4 separate regions of the Sus scrofa genome follow, and regions 1, 3 and 4 are each linked to region 2. A link is a contact called in public HiChIP or PLAC-seq data. All regions are on one chromosome and are shown on one strand. The core of a region is the stretch at or near the end of the contact, and the rest is flanking DNA. Distances in the headings are between cores, read along the strand shown. Region 1 has its middle 81 kb from the start of NFIL3. Region 2 overlaps AUH (methylglutaconyl-CoA hydratase, mitochondrial). Region 3 has its middle 160 kb from the start of SYK. Region 4 has its middle 170 kb from the start of SYK.

Evidence for each region. HiChIP or PLAC-seq counts read pairs in DNA pulled down with a chosen protein or histone mark.
Region 1: a contact with region 2 is called in an H3K27ac HiChIP or PLAC-seq map of alveolar macrophages. The contact joins two enhancer-like sites. A contact is called at or near these places in 1 of 47 Hi-C or Micro-C datasets (embryonic fibroblasts) and 1 of 2 datasets of contacts at active chromatin or transcription factors (alveolar macrophages).
Region 3: a contact with region 2 is called in an H3K27ac HiChIP or PLAC-seq map of alveolar macrophages. The contact joins two enhancer-like sites. A contact is called at or near these places in 1 of 47 Hi-C or Micro-C datasets (embryonic fibroblasts) and 1 of 2 datasets of contacts at active chromatin or transcription factors (alveolar macrophages).
Region 4: a contact with region 2 is called in an H3K27ac HiChIP or PLAC-seq map of alveolar macrophages. The contact joins two enhancer-like sites. A contact is called at or near these places in 2 of 47 Hi-C or Micro-C datasets (embryonic fibroblasts and skeletal muscle) and 2 of 2 datasets of contacts at active chromatin or transcription factors (alveolar macrophages and skeletal muscle).

Annotation. Positions count from the first base shown.
Region 1 is chr14:2,683,254-2,686,123 of Sscrofa11.1, forward strand. No RefSeq gene overlaps it. Among named protein-coding and RNA genes, the nearest start is that of NFIL3, 81 kb to the left of the region's middle. Within about 2 kb of position 1,373, at least 14 of the 83 cell types and tissues checked have an H3K27ac peak or open chromatin away from gene starts, as enhancers often do. A contact at or near this core is called in alveolar macrophages, where this site is marked.
Region 2 is chr14:2,435,130-2,438,177 of Sscrofa11.1, forward strand. All of the region lies in intron 4 of AUH (methylglutaconyl-CoA hydratase, mitochondrial), which reads right to left. Among named protein-coding and RNA genes, the nearest start is that of AUH, 110 kb to the right of the region's middle. Within about 2 kb of position 1,297, at least 14 of the 83 cell types and tissues checked have an H3K27ac peak or open chromatin away from gene starts, as enhancers often do. A contact at or near this core is called in alveolar macrophages, where this site is marked.
Region 3 is chr14:2,257,376-2,260,420 of Sscrofa11.1, forward strand. No RefSeq gene overlaps it. Among named protein-coding and RNA genes, the nearest start is that of SYK, 160 kb to the left of the region's middle. Within about 2 kb of position 1,521, at least 35 of the 83 cell types and tissues checked have an H3K27ac peak or open chromatin away from gene starts, as enhancers often do. A contact at or near this core is called in alveolar macrophages, where this site is marked.
Region 4 is chr14:2,275,696-2,278,876 of Sscrofa11.1, forward strand. No RefSeq gene overlaps it. Among named protein-coding and RNA genes, the nearest start is that of SYK, 170 kb to the left of the region's middle. Within about 2 kb of position 1,861, at least 12 of the 83 cell types and tissues checked have an H3K27ac peak or open chromatin away from gene starts, as enhancers often do. A contact at or near this core is called in alveolar macrophages, where this site is marked.

The DNA of each region.
Region 1 (2,870 bases), core at 123-2,622, 250 kb after region 2:
ACATACTGTTTCATCAATAGTTTTTGGGAAAATGAATGCTGTAAAGAATAGCATGCTTGTGTCCAAGACCTGGGATCAATGTCCTGCTTTGCTATTTGCAGGTGTGTGTTTTTGCTGAGCTAGTTTAATTTCCCTAACTTCAGTCCTCTTGTCCATAAAATGGAGATAATGATAAATTTCCTTTCTTACTCTAGTGAGGATTAGCATCAAAATAAGAGAGTTCATGTCAAACTCAGAAGTCTTATCCAAATATAAGCTTTTATTTTCCCTTAGGCAGCACCTGCAACACATGGACTTTCCCAGGGTAGAGAACAAATCAGTGCTGTAGCTTTTGGAAACTCTTGAGTCTTTTGTTTTTTCGTTGTTTTGTTTTGTTTTGTTTTGTTTTTTTGTCTTCATGGGGCCATACCCTCAGCATACAGAAGTTTCCAGGCTAAGGGTTAAATCGGAGCTGCATCTGAGGCCTGTGCCTCAACTACAGCAACAGCAACCTCGGATCCGAGCCTCACCAGTGACCTACACCACAGCTTTCGGCAACGCTGGATCCCTAACTCACTGAGCAAGGCCAGGGATTGAACCCTCATCCTCATGGCTACTAGTCAGGTTTGTAACCCACTGAGCCACAATGGGAACTCCAACGCTGGGTCCTTTAACCCACTGACCAAGGCCAGGGGTGGAACCTGCATCCTCACAAAGACAATGTCAGGTCCTTAACCTACTGAGCCACAATAGGAACTCCCAGATACAAGATTTTCAAAAAGGAAAAGAGAAAATAAGAAGAAAAAGAACAGCCAAAATTTGCGTAACTTATACAAGGTGATGGGCACTGTTCATTTCATCCCTGTAGCCATTTCTGAACAGAGGCTACATCATTTGCCCGGGACATGGACATCAAGCTAGGATGCACCAGGCCGTTTGGATCCAGAGTATGCATGCTTAAACGCCCACTACGGTAATAATGATTAACGCTAATACTGACTGCAAGTTTTCTATATGCTGAACTCCACAAGGAGCATTTTATAAATATTCTTCTGTCCTATATTCTCGGCAGCTCTACCAGTGCACCCATTGAGCAGATGAGAAAACGGAGAAAGTGAGGTGTTGTCACTCAACCATGGGATGAGGCTGCTGTCCTGACCCAAGGCCCATACACAGAGCCCACGTTAAGCTGGGGAGGGGACACAGGAGGGTTGAACACGAGGGCCACAGCACCCAGGCCTGAGGATCCACGGAGGAAGCTGAGTTAGGGGTCAAGGATGACGCTGACCATGAGGCAGCTTTGACGCTAAACTCAAAGCCTTTGATGGTTTTCGAGCCTCTGCGGGAAAAGGAGGATGTGAAACAAAGGGCTAAAGCTGAGGATTGTTGGGAAATAAGTGGGCTGGCAAGTTCCTCTTGAGTTTAGAGGAAGAGCCTTAGGCAGTCAGGCAGAGCCAGGGAAGGTTCGGAAGCGCCAGGCTGTAAATGGGGTCCCCTGGGAACGTCTCTCATCTGTAAAGAGCCCATGCTTCTCTTTCCTCACGTTGGGTTAACATTCTGATGTGCTCAGTGGGGTGTTCGTGACAGATTGAGGTTAGGAGTTTTTGGTGGGAATACCACAGACGTAAAATGCTGAGCTGGTCTCAGCTCATCAGATCAGAGGCGCCTGAAGTCAGTCTGTCCCACTATTGCTGCAGTTGACTTTGATCGCCCAGTGAAGGTGGGGTGGGCCAGGCCTCCCTGCTCTGAAGCTACTGTTTTCTCCTTTGTAATCAACAAGCATTTGGTGGGGGAGTTTCCATCGTGGCTCGGTGGTCATGAACCATGCGGGTCTGGTCCCTGGCCTTGCTCAGTGGCTTAAGGATCCGGCTTTGCTGTGAGCTGTGGTGTAGGTCACAGACACAGCTCAGACGCCAAGTTGCTGTGGCTGTAGCCGAGGCTGGCAGCCACAGCTCCTATTCGACCCCTAGCCTGAGAAATTCCATATGCTGTGGGCACGGCCCTAAAGAGACAGAAAAAAAAAAACAAACATGGGAAAGTGTGTCAAGATGATGGATTTAATCCTGTTCGCTCATCACACTCGCATTCACTAGTTCTTGCGTTGATTGGTGGTTGTCTGGATCCATTATTACCGTGGTCATTGCCGAAAGGTGACTTTTTAATTCATTCATTCTTTTTTTTTTTTTTTGTCTTTTGTCTTTTGTCTTGTTGTTGTTGTTGTTGTTGTTGCTATTTCTTGGGCCGCTCCCGCGGCATATGGAGGTTGCCAGGCTAGGGGTCTAATCGGAGCTGTAGCCACCGGCCTACGCCAGAGCCACAGCAACACGGGATCCGAGCTGCGTCTGCAACCCACACCACAGCTCACGGCAACGCCGGATCGTTAACCCACTGAGCAAGGGCAGGGACCGAACCCGCAACCTCATGGTTCCTAGTCAGATTCGTTAACCACTACGCCACGACGGGAACTCCCATTCATTCTTTAAACCCAGACTGAGGGACATTTTACAAATAACTGGCTTATATTCCTCAAAACTATCAATCTTGTGAAAAACTGAGAATGATTTCAGATTAAAGGAGACTGAAGGGACAAGATAACTAAACGCCATGTGTGACCTGGACCAGGAGACTTTTATCCTTTTGTGCTAAAGAACATTATTGGGACAGCTGGTTAAATTTGAATAAGGGTGAGAGATTCAGTCATATTATATCAATGTTAATTTTCTGATTTTGATAATTGTGCTTGTATAATGGAAAAGAATGTCCTTGCTTTCAGGAAGGACTCATTGAAGCATTTAGGAATAAAAGGGATTTTTGGCTGCAACTTTCTCTCAAACAGTTGAGAGAAAAATAGTGTGTATCTATAGCAAATGATAAGACCAATACAGTGCAAA
Region 2 (3,048 bases), core at 47-2,546:
CTAAACTGACTGTACCATTTTATATTCCTATGTGTGGTGTATGAGAGTTCCAGAAGGTCCATATCCTTGCCAACACTTGGGAGAGTCGGTCTTTTTAATTTTAGCCATTCTAATAGGTATTTAATGGTGTCTCACTGTGGTTTTAATTTGCAGTTCTCTTAGCATTTATAAACATCTTTTCATGTGCTTATTTGCCATTCATATATCTTTTTTTGGTGAAGTGTCTTCTCAAATCCTGACTACTTTTTAATTAGGGTGTTTTGTTTTCTCACTATTGAATTTCAAGAGTTTTTGTAACATATTTTAGATACTGGTCCTTTATCAGATATATGATTTATACATATTTTCTCCCAGTCTGGGACTCGGCTATCTATTCTTTTATGTGTCTTTTAACAACAGATATTCTTAATTTTGATGAAGTCTAATATTTTCATTTTTCTCTCACAGGGATTGTGCTTTTTCTGTCATACCTAAAAAATCTTAGATTTCTAACCTAAGAGCAAAAGGCCTATTTTTTCTAAGTTTGTTGTTGAACTTTTACATTTTTAGGTTTCATATCTTGGTCTACAATCCATTTTGAGTTCATTTTTATATATGGCAAGAGATATGGATTGAAGTTAATTTTTTGCATATGGACAACCAAGAGTTGAAAAAGACCATTTCCCCCCCAGTGAACTGTCTTTACACCAAGCTTTATTTTTAAAGGTTTAAATTTGTATTATTTCTATTTTTTGTCTTTAAGGAGCCTATTCAGACTGTCTCAAAATAAAATACATACCTCCGTCCTAAAAATGTGTAAAAGTATAATAATATAAGAAAGAAAAAATAAAAACAGAAATTCTTATCAATATCGGATGTTTGACAAAGGACAACCTCACCCAAAAGCTACAATACAAAGGATACCTGTGGAACTGGGAAGAGCTCCCAGAAGTAGTGGACACATAGCCCAAGACCCTGTCAGGACTATAAGTAATGCAGACAGGAGTTTCAAAGAGCTGCTAGGTCAAGTCTTTTGTTCTAACTACCTCTCACTTACACAATACTAGTTTCCGTCCAGACTGTTTCACATTAAAATGTAGTTATGAACTTGTACACACTTGTTATAAATGGCAGGCTAGCATGGCATTTTTTTCTCATGGTCAATGGCATAAGAGAGTCCGTGTCCTCAGTGGACAGTTCCATGTAAATGACGAAGGACGGAAAAACAGAAATAAGTAAAAAATGCAATATCTCAGAATACGGGCCTGGAGTTCAGTGAGTGCTCTGGTGGCTCTGGAAGGACTAAAGCCACAGTGTCTCTGTGACACAACTGAGGAAACAGTATCTCACAAACCCCCTTTTTCCTGTTACCTCACCCCTGCGGCTGTTCTTTCAGCTGATTACACAAAAGTTGTTTGTTCAGTAGATTTTTTTTTTTCCTCTTAGCAGTAACAAAAAATCAGCAATGTAACAGATACATTAATATATACTTAATGCTCAAATATCTTTTATCTTTGCTCATGATTACAAACATGGCATATAAAAGTATAAAGACCATGTTCAAACTATATTTAGAGTCAAAAACAGCAGTTAGTAAACAAGAAAGTTATTTACATTTTTTAAAAAAATCAGTGGTTCCTTCGAAATTGTAGTCGTCACTAACCGCTTCTTTCAGGAAGAAAAAATGGGGAAATAAAAATGTTTCCGTGCCGAGTGTGGAAGGGCAGAGCAGCTCTAACGGGACTGGCCTTGACCTGAGAAGGTAGGCGATACGTGGCCACCTTACCACATGGTGGTGATGCAGGGCACCCTTCAAAATTCAACCTTCTCCACGAGCTCCCACTCACCTTCCCAGGACTCGCCCACCCATCTGGTCGTGGTGCGCAGGTTTTTCTCACTCCTCTGAAAAATCTTTCCAATACTACAATCCCGTCCAGTCATGTCCTTTGTTCTACAAAGGGTCATAAAGGCTACTGCATCACTTAGCAAACATGTACTATGTTTTTTAAAGTTCTCATTCTCTGCCAGGTCTAGTGGAAGGACCAGGAATAACAGGAGAACTTTCTCCTGTTTCCACATATAGACCCAGTTCCATCTCCTGATCACTCTCCTCCCACCCCCCATCTCAGAGCTGCAAGATGCCTGACCCATGCATAAAGTCACATGTTTTAGGAGTATATGATTCTAAATCACTAACTAAAAACTTTAAAAACTGTTAACAGCATATTCATTATGTAGTTTTTTTTTTCCTCTGAAAAGCAGTATCCATAACTTTAATCTCATTAAATAGGAGAAAATTTCAAGTTTCCACTATCTACTGCATCACTGATTTTCTTCTTGATGCAGCTTGGCAGTCACCCCGAGACAAGCCTATTTAGACTGCGGGCCAAGATGTGCTGATGCGCCACCCAAACAGAAAAGGATAAGATTTCAGGTCTAGAGGACTCCTAATACACATCAACATGCCCCTCTGGGTGAAAGCAAACAGTGCCTGAGAAGGAGAAGAAACCACTAGTAAACAAGCTGGTGATTTTCCTCAGTACACGGAGAAGCTGTGAGCCCATCAGTGTGTTGGCCATGGCCTAAGAGCAAGGGCACTGTCCTGGGGTCTGGGGACTGAGGGTTGCTGGGCCCCAGAAGGGATGGCATTTCACTTTCCTGAATCTCAGGATCATCATCTCTTAGGGGAGGGAAGATGGATGACCTTGCTGGTGGAAATACTCGGTAAGATCAACCACGTTGGCCCCTGGTCAGTCTCCCTAAGTGTTATCGGCGGTGTTCCAAGGCCCCAAAGCAACAGGAGGGGCTTCAAAATTTTGGGGGTGCACCAACACGCATCTAAGTGCTGGGCTCTCGGCAAAAACAGGGAAATGAGCTCTTCTCTTCTAATTCCATCTCCAGTACAGGACTTTATCCTCCTCTCATAGGTCCTTCTACAAAGCAGAGCCTGCCAAAGTGCTGTGTTTTTTTGGAGGGTGAGGATCTTTACTACTTACAAAGTAGCTGGGTTTCTGAGAGGAGTCACTGGAGAATGGGAAATAGAAGTCAGTCACTGGCTGATCGTATATT
Region 3 (3,045 bases), core at 271-2,770, 180 kb before region 2:
CGATTTCTGCCTAGTCACGGGGAAAAGGAGTCCGGACCCAGCCTGGGATTTGCTCATCTGGGCCAGGTGCCCAGCTGGGGGCACCAAAGGAGTGAGTCCTGGAAGGGCACCTTTGTGAAATTCACAAAAAAGGGGAGCAGTGGGCCAGGAGGGTACTAGCACAGGACAGCAGTTTGTCCCTCAAGGCACAGCTGCCTGCCTTACAGGCATCACCTCCACCAAGAGGCTGCTTGACCCCAGAGGGTGAGTGACAATGCTTGTCTGACAAGGGAGAGCAGACTTTTGACACCTGGCTGTGTTCTAGAAGCATGGCCAGGGCTCCTTGCTTTTCCAAAGCGGTCCTCCAATGGTCAAGCTCCCACTGAGCTCTCACAACACAGCATCCTTCTCCCGGGTCTTCTCTGCACGCTCCCCACCCACAGAGGCCCTCTCCCAGGGGAGGCAGCAGCAGGCTGCCTTCTTGCACTCCTCTCCCGCAGAAGGACACTTGGGGGCAGTCATTCAACACTGCACACACTTCATCCCCTGCGAGGCTCCTGCTCACCCAAGAACCAAGAACGCAGCCTTCATCTGGGGTGTCCCGGACGCTCTGTGACAGTCTAATCAGCAAACAAGACTACAGGTGATGGTGCTGGCACTTGGCCACATGGTCCAGCCCCACCAGCCTGCAGTCCACCCACTTGGGCCGGACGAAGAAGCTGGACAGCGCCACTCGCAGGACTTGTAAATACAGCCCCTGCTCTCACGCTCAGCAAGTGGGAAGAGGGAACAGGTTCAGAGAATACTGTTTTCAGTGGATTTAGAGAAACACACCTAGACACAATGTCATTTCCTTGTCATTCTTCCTCTCGTTCTCTTAATAACCCTGACGTTCCCTGCAGGCATGCAGGGAACCCTTCATCTCAGTGAAGGAGACATGTAAGGTCTCTACGTCACACAAGCATTGGGTCTTAAGCAAATGAGGAGAGGGACATAAAACAGACTGAAATTACAGGCTGGGTACGTTTCTGCCAGAGTCTTCCCTGGAGTTTGGGACTCTTGGTCCTTCTCCACTGCGTTACCCCCCATCATGGCATTTTAATGGATATAGGAACAACACCCCACAGCAGTCTGGTATCTCAGGATGAAAACATTCAGAAACAGGCAATACGCTTACACACAACAAGTTCAAGAAAGGGGGGGGGGGGCGGCTAATAAATGAACAGAAGTTCAAAGGAAGCTGAGTGATGTAAGACGTTTGGCGATGACTCACACGTGGGGCATTCAAGCCGGACTTTCGCAAACAAGGGGGTGGCGGGCAGAGTCAGCAAGCACAGCCATGAAGTCCATCAGCCCAGCCTCGGGAGGGACGGGGGTGCTGCAGAGCTGGGACCCAGGGCTTGCTTGCCAACAAAATGACCCCACGCCTGCTCTGTTATTTCTGTATTTCTGAGTGGCAGCAACCCCCACAGGAAGGCGCTCCGTTCACCACCGCAGTGCACCCCCACACGAGTCCCAGCTGAGGTCCTCCTCACAGGGGCAAAGGCAGTCCTGTAAAAGAGAAACGGGATCTGATTGAAGCTTAACGTGATTCTTCATTGTCACGACAAAAGTATCTTCAGATCCACGCGCAAATGACAGCCCGAAAGGAAAAGATGTGAGCCTGTGTTGTATGTGTGAGAGCGTAAGAGGGTGTACGTGTGTGTGTGCATGTACTTAGGGCAAAAGACACACACCCACAGTCTCCAGAGGATTACAAAAAGTCCTCTGTACTAAAGAATTTCAGACCGGTTTGATGATTCATTTAGGGGAACTGCTGACAGCTCATGAAGGAAAAGAGTTTGTGCACATGTGCGCTGTCCAGTGCTCACTAAGTTGTGTCCCTAGCAGGGGAGGTCCACCGCCTTCAGGCTTCGTTGAAAAGGAGAAGCTGAAAATCAGATGCATACACGAGCGTGTGATCTGACAGATCAGATGTTGGAGGAAACACTTGAGAACCGACGTGGTTCAAGGAGAGCAAATATTTACAGGAGTCAGGGCAGCTTTCTACTTCCTCTGCCCCCTTCTTCTGGAATCTTCTCCCTCCCTGGTTGCTGGGGGTCCGCCTTCTTTCCCAGGTCTCCCCTGGGTGTGGGATGCAGTGATGGACGGGGGTACCAGCCCCTCTGGCTTGCTGGGGCTTCTCCTCTGTTAACTGTGATGCTTTGGGCAGATGTTGACGAGCTCATGGAGCACCTGCGAAAATGTGGGGAGCCCAAGTGTCAGGCACCATCAGGACAATGAAAGAATGGCACCCTCCCCTCGCAGAGTGGTCCTGTGCCTATAAGGCCAGATCCTGCCCACCCAGGGCAGCCATCACTGACACACACACTCACACACATTAGCACAAACACATGCCCACCCTCGCACCACCATATACACTCACAAACATCCAAACACACCTGCTCACATATGACTCCCAGGCAAACACTCACACCCACGTACATACACTCACAACATCATACACACAAAAATGCATGCATATACACTCTCACTGGCACACAATCACACACTCACCCCTACACACACACATGTATACACATGCTAACATATCGCTTCACACACACATGTGCACACACACACACTTACACATACCCACATACATTCATACAAACATACACATACTTGGGTCCTAGGTGAGACCACCCCATGCCCCACACTACCCCATGCCCCAAGTCTAGCTGTCTTGGGTCAGCACAGACCTAAGACCCAGAGTCCCCTACTCTCTGGAACATAAAGTACCTCTGACATCTGTCTGGGGGGACTTGGGCCAGCCCAGTGGCAGGTTGCTACACTGTCACAAAGTGCCCCGTGGGCTGGCCCTAATACCCTCCAGAAGGGTCCAGGCTGTCAGGCTGCCCAGGGTCACACATCCCTCTTCTCATGAACAGGAGTTGTATGCCACCGCTTTCTTCCTGTCATGTCAGGGTACACAGAGTCTTTTCTTGGCCTCTTATATTCCTCAGGACCAAAGGTGTGCTACCCACACAGTCCATCCGGGACCACCAGCCACTCCTTTGGTCGGAA
Region 4 (3,181 bases), core at 611-3,110, 160 kb before region 2:
TATGGTGTAGGCTGGCAGCAACAGCTCAGATTAGACCCCTAGCCTGGGAACCTCCATATACCGCAGGTGTGGCCCTTAAAAGACAAAAGACAAAAAAAAAAAATACATTAAAAAAAAAGATGCAGGAAGACCCCAGGGGCAGACCTACACCTTAAAGCATAATGGAAAAGATTTAAAAAAGGATAAAGAATGTGTGTATATATATATATTTATGTAAATATATGTATATCTGTATGCAAGTGTGGAATACACACATATATACATAAACATATATACACATATATACATATATACACACATATATACATATACACATACATACATGTATAGACACATACACACATAGACACATATATACATGTATGCTCACATATACATATATACATGCATATATATGTATAAATGAATCACTTTACTGGACAGCAGCAATTAACGCAACATTGTAAATCAACTATACTTCAATTTAAAAAAAAGAGCAGTTTTTTTTTAAGTTTCATCAGGGCAATTTAATAAAGGAACCAATTACAAGAGTTAAAGGAAAACAATGGGGGGCTAATAAATGTAGGTGCCTTTAGGTCTAAAGGAGCAAGGTGAGGGAGAGGTCAATGGGAACAAGGCTTGGTGGCACATTTCTTTTTAATGCTGATTATCTAGTTGTAACACAGTTTATTTAACCTGAAAGACATCTCAGTTGCTTCCAAGTTTGGACAGTGATAAATATAGTTATGTTATATTGCTATAAACATCTATGTGCAGCTTTTTGTGTAGAAAGAAGTTTTCAACTTCTTTGGCTAAATACTGAGGAGTGTTATGACTGGATCATATGGTAAGAGTATATTTAATTTTGTAAGAAACTGCCCAACTATTTTCCAAAAAGGCTGCACCATTTTGCATTCCCACAAGTAAGGGATAAGAGTTCCTGTTGGAGGAGTTCCCCTCATGGTGCAATGGAAATGAATCCGACTAGGAAGCATGAGGTTGCAGGTTCGATCCCTGGCCTCCATCACTGGGTTAAGGATCTGGTGTTGCTGTGAGCTGTGGTGTAGGTCACAGATGCAGCTCAGATCTGGCATTGCTATGGCTGTAGTGCAGGCTTGCAGCTGTAGCTCCAGTTCAACCCCTAGCCTGGGAATCTCCCTATGCCGCAGGTGTGGCCCTAAAAAGATTTAAAAAAAAAAAAAAAAAGAGTTCCTGTTAGAAACAAAAAGAATTTTTTTTTTTTTTTTTTTTAGGTTCAAATTACCATCAGGAGAAAAACAGTGAGCTGAGCGGCAGGGTCATTCTGATAGGGCTTTTAAAGCATTTTAAATTCCAGAGATGAAGTGGGCCAGGGAGGCTCAGAGAATTTTCAGGTTATTTTTTGTTGTTGTTCACCTATGAGCCTCTTGCAAAACTAAAAATGAATAATAAACAGATGAGAAAAGTTCTGCTCCCAACAGTAATGAAAGAAACACAAGTTGAAAAACAATGAGACAGCATTTCTCAACTCTTAGATCAGCAAAGAGTAAAAAATGATAACATTTGGGCTTTTCAGGGACAAAAAAAAGCTGATGGTATGATAAAAATGTTATAAGATTCTTAGGAAAAAAAAAAAAAAGGTGGCAAAACCCAATAACTCCCTTCGTTAAGACATGTATCCTAAATAAGTCATCCACTTGTACGGGGGTGGGGGGGAGCTATTAAAATTGCCTGCACACATCCTGCTCTCTTCTCCTTTGGGCTCGTCAAAGGTTACAAACCACCTCCTTGGCTGGGAGCCAAGGCTGTGAACGGAAGTGATGAGTTTCACTTCCCTGCTCAACGCAGAAGGCCAGGGGGAGCTCCCCATTCACTTTGTGCCCTGCCGAACCCTGGAAGGCTGGTGGCAGTGCTGGTGTTGCTTTTGCCTCTAGGACAGAGTGACTTTGTGGAATGGAGCTCCTGGCCAGCCTTGGTTCCATTTAAAAGTGAACAAGAAACAACATTTTGCTACCTTAAGCCACTGAGATTTTGAGGTTATTGTTAACTCAAGCCTAGATGGTCCTGACATCTAAAAACTTGTATCAAATGAGATTCCTCGTAGCTTTACATTATAATAGTATAATTTTAGCCACAACTTAAATGTCAGAAAATACATAGAGTACAGACTTGTGGTTGTCAAGGGGAAGGAGAAGCTGGGGAGGGATGGCTTGGGAGTTTGGGGTTAGCAGAGGCAAATTGTTATATACAGGATGGATGAAAAACAGGGTCCAACTACATAGCACAGGGAAGCATATTCAGTATCCTGTGATAGACCATAATGGGAAAGAATATGAGAAAGTATATATATACATACATATATATAACTGAATCACTTTGCTCCACAGCAGAAAGTAACACATTGTAAATCAACCATACCTCAATAAAATAATTTTTAAAAATACAAGATGGCCAAATACATGATGACCAGTGGTCCAGTATAATACTATAAAAAATATTCTATGATGCACAAAACTGGTATGTTGAGGGTCTGGGAGCCATAGGAAGAGTCTCACAATGAAATGCTGAGGAAATAAGGCAGAATATTAAACTACCCATACAGTATGCTGACACTTTTGTTTAAAACTGTTGATATAAATGCAGAGGAACAAATAAAAGACAAATATCACAACGTTAGTAGTGATCATGACAGTGAAATAACACAAAATTAATGTCCGAAACCTAAGGTTGGCCATCCAAAGGGAGCATTGAGGGCGAGCTAAAAGATGTTATTGCGTAGAACATGGAAAAGATAAGTAAGAACTCTTTTCCAAAACCGCAAGAGCAGTAAGTGGGAATCAGTAATGACTGGTTATAAGAAGAACTGTTTCATTGAGCAAGCAGACCCACTACTTGTGAAATCATTTTATGGGGCATAGTGCCAACTTACTCCTCTTTTTTTTGTTTTCTTAATTTCCACTGGCAATTATCCAAATCTCAGGTTATAGGCTTGTCAGTTATAGCTGAGGAAGAAAAACAGGCCACATGACTACTAAAACATGCAAGTGGGTGTCAGAAAATATTCTCATGGCCTCTAAATTAAAGTCAAGTCTTGACTTGGCTGTACAGCAGAAATTGACACAACATTGAACATCGGACACACTTGAAACATTTTTGAAAAGTAAAAATTAAATCTCAGAGGAGAAAAAAAGTCAAGTCTTGAGGTATGGATTAACAGCATGGA